Regions from separate parts of the Gossypium hirsutum genome. Here regions 2 and 3 are each linked to region 1. A link is a contact called in public Hi-C data. All regions are on one chromosome and are shown on one strand. The core of a region is the stretch at or near the end of the contact, and the rest is flanking DNA. Distances in the headings are between cores, read along the strand shown.

Region 1 (2,569 bases), core at 22-2,521:
TAATTATTAATTGATGATACTTACTGTGTATGAACTTGTATAGTATAGTATATTGAATGCAAACCCTAATTATGAGATTGTACTCTTAAGTTTATATTAATATTAAATCTTTAACGGAATTGATGTTATGGGCCAATTGATAAAAAATTAATTAAAAAATAATTAATAATTAATAATTATATTTATATTTTATATAAAATCTAAAAAAAATAAAATAAAATTTAAAGTTTCTCAAATCCTCATCTTTTATAATTTCAATAAAAATCTTTTTTAAGTAAAGAAATTATTTTTGCCCATACTGTAAATGTCCTATAATATAAGATAATTGATTTCTTTAGGATTTCGTAAGTGTTGTTCTTTCTTTCTTCTATGCAACTTGTTAGTTAAAATTATAATTTGAGATAATTTCAATCATATATTTCAAGTTTTTGGCTTCCAGAACAAAACTTTTATAAAAAGTTATTACTTACATTTATATCTCAACTACTCGAATCATACCAAAAGAAGAAAAAAATAAAGCAAGTCTCCAACAACGTGGGAATTCACTATATCTATCACAACTGTTTCAATAACATTAACTACTCAAACATCATACATAAATTGACCAAAACTAATTTGTTTAAACATAATATTTTTTTACTCAATTTGGTAATTAAATTTATTTTCATACTTATACATTTTTTTTCATTTTATTACTTGAATTTATAATTGGATTTATTTTTATTTCTAAACTTGAATTCCGTCAAAATTTAATGATATGACCAGTGTTCTTAGAATATAACTAGATTGATTGATCGGATCGATTTGATAAAAAATTAGTCAGTATATTATTCCGGTCGAACAAAAAAAGTTTAATTGATTGAATCAAAAACTACTCAACCAATAAAAATAGAAAATTATGACAAGAATTAATAGTCGAATATGTTAACTAGTTTAACTTTTTAAAATAGAAAACATTATGATTATTTATTTAATTTTTGTTAGTTTAACTGTTAAATTAATCAAACCAATTGAATTAAGAATAGTGATATGATCGGTTCAATCATTTCTTCTATTATTAGAATATGATGTCTCCCCTGTCCTTTGGCTTCCCAGTGGTCGATGGTGTCTTTTCTTGACCTGGGCCAGGGCATACTCTTTAGCAGAGGCATTCATGACGACGACGGGTGGGACCACCGTGCTTCTTTCTTCCTCGACATCCCTTGGCGTTCCCTAAACCTCCGCCTCCGATTACAGAGGTTGAGGAGCCTTTTAGGAGCTGGGTTTTACTGGTAATGTTTGACGCTGGGACCTTCGGTTTTTTGGGGCCTGATTTTTATTATTGTATGTATGGGCTTTCTGGGCCACTATTGCACTTATTCCCATTCTTTAATGAATGTTTTATGTTGGAAAAAAGGCATACTCACTTTGGCCCCTAAACTATATAATTTTTTCACTTTAGTATCCAATCTTTTTTCATCTAACTTTGATATTTTCTAAAGTTTGATGATCCTGTGTAAAAAAAAATTCGTTATTTGAAAAATTTTCCTGAAATCATTTTTCACAAGTTGTTCTTAATAAAACAAACACAACATAATTTATTTTTTACAAAATATTATAGTAATAATTAATATCATATATAAACTTAATAATAAACAATGTTTAATTAAAACCTAATTTAAATTACATATATTACGCATATGAAAGTGGATAGTGACACATTTGAGTTGTAAGAGATAAATATAAAATTGTAATATATATTTTTAAAATATTCATATTTTTCGCTCAAATTTTTTTCATATCTTATATCAGAAAACATTTATTATTAAATATTTATAAATTGTAATATATCTTTATTATTAAAATATTAATATAAATATTTTTCAATAATATATTTATAATATTATTTAAAATTTAAAATTATTATTGTTAATTTTTTATTAAAATAAAATTGTAATATTAAATAATTTATTAAAATAATAAATTATATTATTAAATATAAATAATTAAATATGCATGTTTAAGAATATTACACATTACAATATTTGATACTAATATTTTATTATTTTAATATTTTTAAATATTTTAAAATAAAAATAAAAATTGATTATTAATATAATAATATTAGATTTGATTCAAGTTAATTTTTATATAAAGATAAAATTATTCATAAAAGAGTTCATTTTCGAAAAATAACTTACGCTTTTCAAAATGGTAAGTTAATTTACAAGAAAATGGACTTATTTTCAGTTGACCGAGTTGTTTTTCATGAAACCAACATTCATTTTCCATAAAACAAATGCACCCTCAAACTATCCTTTGTTACCCAAATTGGCCCATGATGTTAAAAAAAATAAGGATAAAATACAAAAATGGTCACTAAAATATTTCTCACGTTCTATTTTGGTCACTAAATTTTAAATTCTTTTCGATTTAGTCATTAAACTATTCAAAATTAAATTTTTTGGTCACCAAGCAATAAAAGCCATTTGAAATTTGACAGAAGTGTTGACTGGGTTTTTTTTATTGGTCTAATAATAAATTTAACCCTCTAATATTTACACATTCTATCAATTTGATCTTAAATATA
Region 2 (2,569 bases), core at 19-2,518, 230 kb before region 1:
CATCAATGTGGTTATGTTTAGCTGTATTTTAGTTTTATTGTTATAAATATTAACTCACACCAGAATTAAAAATAATTTTTTTTACTATATCTACGAATGAAGAGTATACATTTTTATGTTGGTGTGATTGTATATATTGTGTTGATACCAAAGGAGACTAGAGATAAAATCAAAATAGAAATCAGGCTATTTGTTAAAACCACAGGCAGTATCTCTTTAGGCGCCCACAGTCTTACATAAAATACTAGACATAACTGATTCCCCCCCCCTTTTTTTTTCTTTAAAGGAAAAAAAAATAAAATGTATAGAAAATAGAAAAAATACCGATTATTTTAGGATTGCGTAGAGATATTATTCAAAATTTGTAAAAAGAAAAATAGCATTTTAGAAAATACCCAGTCTGATATATGGTAGAAGAATTAGAAAGAAGTAAAAAGAAAAGGATAAATTACTGAGGGATTTGAAGTGAAAATAAGACCCAGGTAGGTCATTTGTACGGACGGACTCCTGAAAACCAGGAGGTATATATTATAAGATGGTTTCAGGGTAGAGCTCGAAATGAGATGTGGCGAGATGCACGCAGTTCTAAGATAAAGGGAGCTTGCGCTTGGCACGTGCATCTGTTGCGGATTTTCTGCCTCTCTCTTCCCTTTTGCTTGCTTGCATGGCTTCCACTTCTCAACTGCTGTCCTCTTTCTGTTTTTGTATTTATCCCCTTTATTTGTATTTCAATAAATCCTTATTCTTAATAAAACTCCTAACAAATTCAACATTTATTTGTACATAAATTACTTATTTACCGGTTAAAATATTAAGGAATTGTTCAATGTGTACAAAAAAAAAGGAAAATAAAGGTTGTAGAGTTATATATATATTATTGGCATGCATTTTGGCCTCTCTGTTTCTCAAATTACAGCATAAATTAGAAGACATAATAATTTATTTGTAGAAAATTCCATTATCCTATAATCAAGAAAAAAAAACTCTAATGGGTAATAATGGTATATAATATAAGAAATGAAGAAGTAAAGCTTTGCAAATTAAAAAAGTAATAAAATAAATGATTGATTATGAAGTTAATATAAAATTTGGAAAGAGTACATATTGATATTTAATTGAGGAGTTAAAAGCAAGATGGATGGTAGATTATGTAATAAAATCGTGCATGTAGGGTTGTTTGGAAAAGGAGGAAAGCGCCAAAACCAATCTCATTTACCAAAGAGGGGCAGTCCCCAACTTTACCTAAACAAGAAGAAGAAGAAGGGAAATTAAAGAACACACTCCTCACTCACCCCCGGTTTTCAGGTCTTTTACTCCTTTGGAAACCACTGCGCTGCCCACCTTTATATTAACCATAATCTTTCACTTCTCCTTCTCCTCCTTCTCCCTCGATCTCTCTCTGAAATATAATTACGATGAGGATGAGCTGTAATGGCTGCAGGGTCCTGCGTAAGGGCTGCACCGAAAACTGCACCATTAGACCTTGTCTTCAATGGATCAAGTCCTCTGATTCTCAAGCCAATGCTACTCTCTTCCTTGCCAAATTCTATGGCCGAGCTGGTCTCCTCAACCTAATTGAAGCCGGCCCTGAAAACCTTCGCCCTGGTACGTACTTCATTAACCCCACCCAACCAAAAACAAGATTTCATTAATTGCTTTTAACTTTTTTTTTTGTATGCATTTTGTTTGTAGCTATTTTTAGATCACTTTTATACGAGGCCTGTGGGCGTGTGGTAAATCCAGTTTATGGGTCAATTGGGATGCTTTGGTCCGGGAACTGGGGTGAGTGCCAAGCAGCCGTTGATGCTGTGCTGAAAGGCTCCCCCATAACCCAAACTTCATCATCTTTGGAATCAGTTGAAGAAGAGCAACCGATTTCCCCTCTCAAGACCTACGACATCCGCCATGTCTTCAAGGACACCAAACCAGCTGCAGCAGCAGACGTCGACAAGGTCAAGACCCGCACTCGTTTCAAGCGATCCAGGACTCGCTCCAAGCGACAGGTGGTTGACTCGTGGATGAGCCAACTCGGAAATGGTGACAGCAAAGAAGATGAGAGCACCTTCTCTGTGGAGACCGTGGAGGGTTCGCTGGTAAACCACGCCAAAAGGGGTCCTATCTTGAAGTTTGAGGATAGTAGTAATGTTGGCTTAGAACTCACTCTTGCTTTGCTTCCTGAGGCGACGCACTTAGGATGAAATAATCCACCCTTAAACAAAAAATGAATCCTCCTTTTTTTGCTTCTTTCATTATAGATTGAAGAAATTTTGGCGGCTATAAAACTATCACCTCTAGTTTCAACCTCATCGTATGATAGAATATTAGAATGCTGCAAGTATTTTAAACTTTGTTTCGTTTCTGTTTGGGTCAAAAACAAATGTTGATGGGTTCTTTTTATTTTAAAGACAGCTATATGAAGTTGATAGAATTATTGAATGGTGCTTTCTAGTTTGGTGATATGGTTAGGTGTGATATACTTTCCATATATGGGTTTGTTTAAATTTGTAGGTTTTGATTTATGAGTAGGTTATCACGATGCTGACAAGGCTGCAATAAGAAAATATGACTG
Region 3 (2,569 bases), core at 53-2,552, 200 kb after region 1:
CCATGTCAGATCTGACATAATAGCAGGCTAGCAACAATAGACGAAGCAAAGATCGGTAACGAAAGTGAGACACTAAGAGCCTTAGATGAAAAGAAAGAGCCCAAAGATACAGGAGCCTAGAGTAATGACAGTCAGATGCCTCATGGTTTGTATAACATATGTAGGCTGACACTGGTTTGGGCCATAATTGAGAAGTAAGCCCATCAAATGAAGAATCACTTTGACTAGATCCATTAAGATTACCACAATCATCATCATCATCATAAGTAGAGTCGTACCTGTAAAAGCAACGCCAAGCCACGTTACCAATCTTCCCGTAGATCTAACACTGTGGTCGTGCACCGCCAAATCGAACACTTCTATAATTGCGAGCAAACCCTCAATGTGACCAAAACGCTTTTGGCAGAGGTTGTTCAGTATATGTAAGGAGCATTCATGGTGCAGACTTGTCCAGAATAACAAGATTAGCCGAGAAGGTAACCTGAGAGAGGTGAGCTTACTGGCATGCTTTGGCATCCAATAGAGCGATGGTGATTCCTTGCAAATCAAAAGGAACACGGCCGGTCGTAATGATAGATACAACATAATCAAACTCCGGAAGAAGACCGATAAGGATGGCGAATTGATATTCTTCCCACGACACATGCTGACTGCAACCAGCCAAAGAATCACACAAATGTTTGATCTAAGCCAGGTATGTAGACATAGACAAGTTATTTTTCTTGAACTGATAGAGTAAATATCTGTAACGCATAGCCTTGCTGGTGGACTAGGTGCTAAAAATCTGGTTAATAGCTTCCCAAAGTTTAAACGCCAATGCAGAACTTACAATTAGTTGGTAATGGAGAGAAGCATTGATCGTAGAAAGAAGCCAAGCCAATAGTGTCGAGTCTTACTGCTCATATTGATCATAGGCTGGATTCTCAATGAGAGCACCATCAACACCGGGCAAAACTCGCAGCAGCACAACAACCGTCAATAAAAGATTGCAACTAGTGAGTCTTCAGAATGAGCAGAACATGTTTCTTCTAAGTGAGGAAATTACTATCATCGATAAGTATGGCTATCTTTTGAGAGGCAAAAGTAAAAGGATTGAAAATTTTATTTGTCAATTCCAACACATTGACAGAATCCATAGTGAAAACGCAGCAACTAGCAAAAAAAAACACTCTAATACCGTATTAGAATTCTAAGAGTAAAAAGAATTTCATTCGTACTTATTCAGCAATACATCAAGTGAGAATTTATACACAAAAGAATCTAAGAAATGCTAATTGGAATGACTAACAAAAAGAAAACAGAATAACAACTACTCCTAACTTCTTGAGCTAATTTTAGTTGAGTAGTTAACAACTACTTTCTCTAATAATGTGGACCTTGCAAAATGATGAAACCGTGGATTGAAGAGTAAGCTACTATGCATGTAGATATTCAGTTTATCAAGATTAATGTGGATATGTTCACCATGTCCTACAATATTTTCACCTTTCATTTTTTTTCTTGCTTTGTTGTATGCTTTGAAAATTACAAGTTGATGATGTGACTCATGAGTTCAAGGTTCCTAGCATTCATTCTTGGATTTTTTGTTAATTATTAATAATTTAATAATTTATTTTACATTAAATAAAGTTTAAATTTGTTAGAAACTTTGATTGCTTCTTTTCTTCCATTTCATGTTCGAACAACAAATAGAACAACATTTTTGGTGTAGTCAAGGTTTTTGAGTTGATATGTTTGACTTTTTAATAACATGGCTTATAATTTAATCTTGGTGAACAGTAAATGAGGAAGTAATTTCGTACTACAACATGTTATTATCATCTTTCAATCGATTGACTTGGAGGAAAAGAGAGAAGTTTAATGGTTGAATATGCTTATCATTATCTTTTGAGAGAGTTTTGAAGCTAATAAAAGACTTGTTTAAGAAGGGCTTTGTAACAACCCGATTTTTGGGCCTAGTTAAAACAGTGGTTTTGGGACCATTGACCTGAGGTTAAAGAAATTATTTTTGATATTATTTTATGTGTTATAGCATTATTATATGAGTGCATGGAAAATTTGGTGAAGTAATTTTAGCATTTGTGGGCTTAATTGCGAAAAAGGACTAAATCGTATAAAGTGAAAAAGTCACGATTTGATAGCTAAGGGTGTTAAATTGCCATGAAACTTAAATTGGGAGTCTTTAAAGGGCAAATAGACCCTTAGATTATAGCCTGGCTGGCCATGAGACAAAGAAAATTGAATGGTCAAAATGTTAGGTATTTGATGACATAATATGTGATAAAATAATACCCTAAAGCCTAGCCTTCATCTTTTTCATCCATCCTTTCTTCTTGACCGAAAATATCATCCATTAGAGGAGTTTTTGAAGCTTGAAATTTCAGCCACTTAGTCTCTCTACAAGTAAGTGATCTTGATGGTTTTTCTTGATGATTTTTGTACTTTTAGAACCCTTGTAACATGAGCTTTCAAATGAGGGGACTGTTTTGCAAAATGGTTAGAGTCTAGGGTTTTTCCATGAAATCATATGTGTTGTTAATGGAAATTTTATGGAAGAATATGAGTTATG

What was found. A called contact is a pair of places that touch in the nucleus more often than the background predicts.
Region 2: a Hi-C map of leaf shows a contact between it and region 1, with 5 times the contacts expected there. The contact joins the promoter of LOC107886638 here to the enhancer-like site in region 1. A contact is called at or near these places in 5 of 34 Hi-C or Micro-C datasets (callus, hypocotyl and leaf).
Region 3: a Hi-C map of leaf shows a contact between it and region 1, with 9 times the contacts expected there. The contact joins the promoter of LOC107886654 here to the enhancer-like site in region 1. A contact is called at or near these places in 13 of 34 Hi-C or Micro-C datasets (callus, hypocotyl, leaf and 1 more).

What each region holds. Positions count from the first base shown.
Region 1 is chrA03:102,074,638-102,077,206 of Gossypium_hirsutum_v2.1, reverse strand. No RefSeq gene overlaps it. Among protein-coding and RNA genes, the nearest start is that of LOC107929704, 55 kb to the left of the region's middle. Within about 2 kb of position 1,271, at least 6 of the 9 cell types and tissues checked have an H3K27ac peak or open chromatin away from gene starts, as enhancers often do. A contact at or near this core is called in hypocotyl and leaf, where this site is marked.
Region 2 is chrA03:102,308,313-102,310,881 of Gossypium_hirsutum_v2.1, reverse strand. LOC107886638 (LOB domain-containing protein 42) reads left to right here and starts at 1,268. Exons shown (of 2, transcript XM_016810670.2): 1 at 1,268-1,605; 2 at 1,693-2,436. The coding sequence starts at 1,416. The coding sequence ends at 2,198.
Region 3 is chrA03:101,874,132-101,876,700 of Gossypium_hirsutum_v2.1, reverse strand. LOC107886654 reads right to left here and starts at 1,302. Exons shown (of 2, transcript XR_001680832.2): 1 at 1-1,302.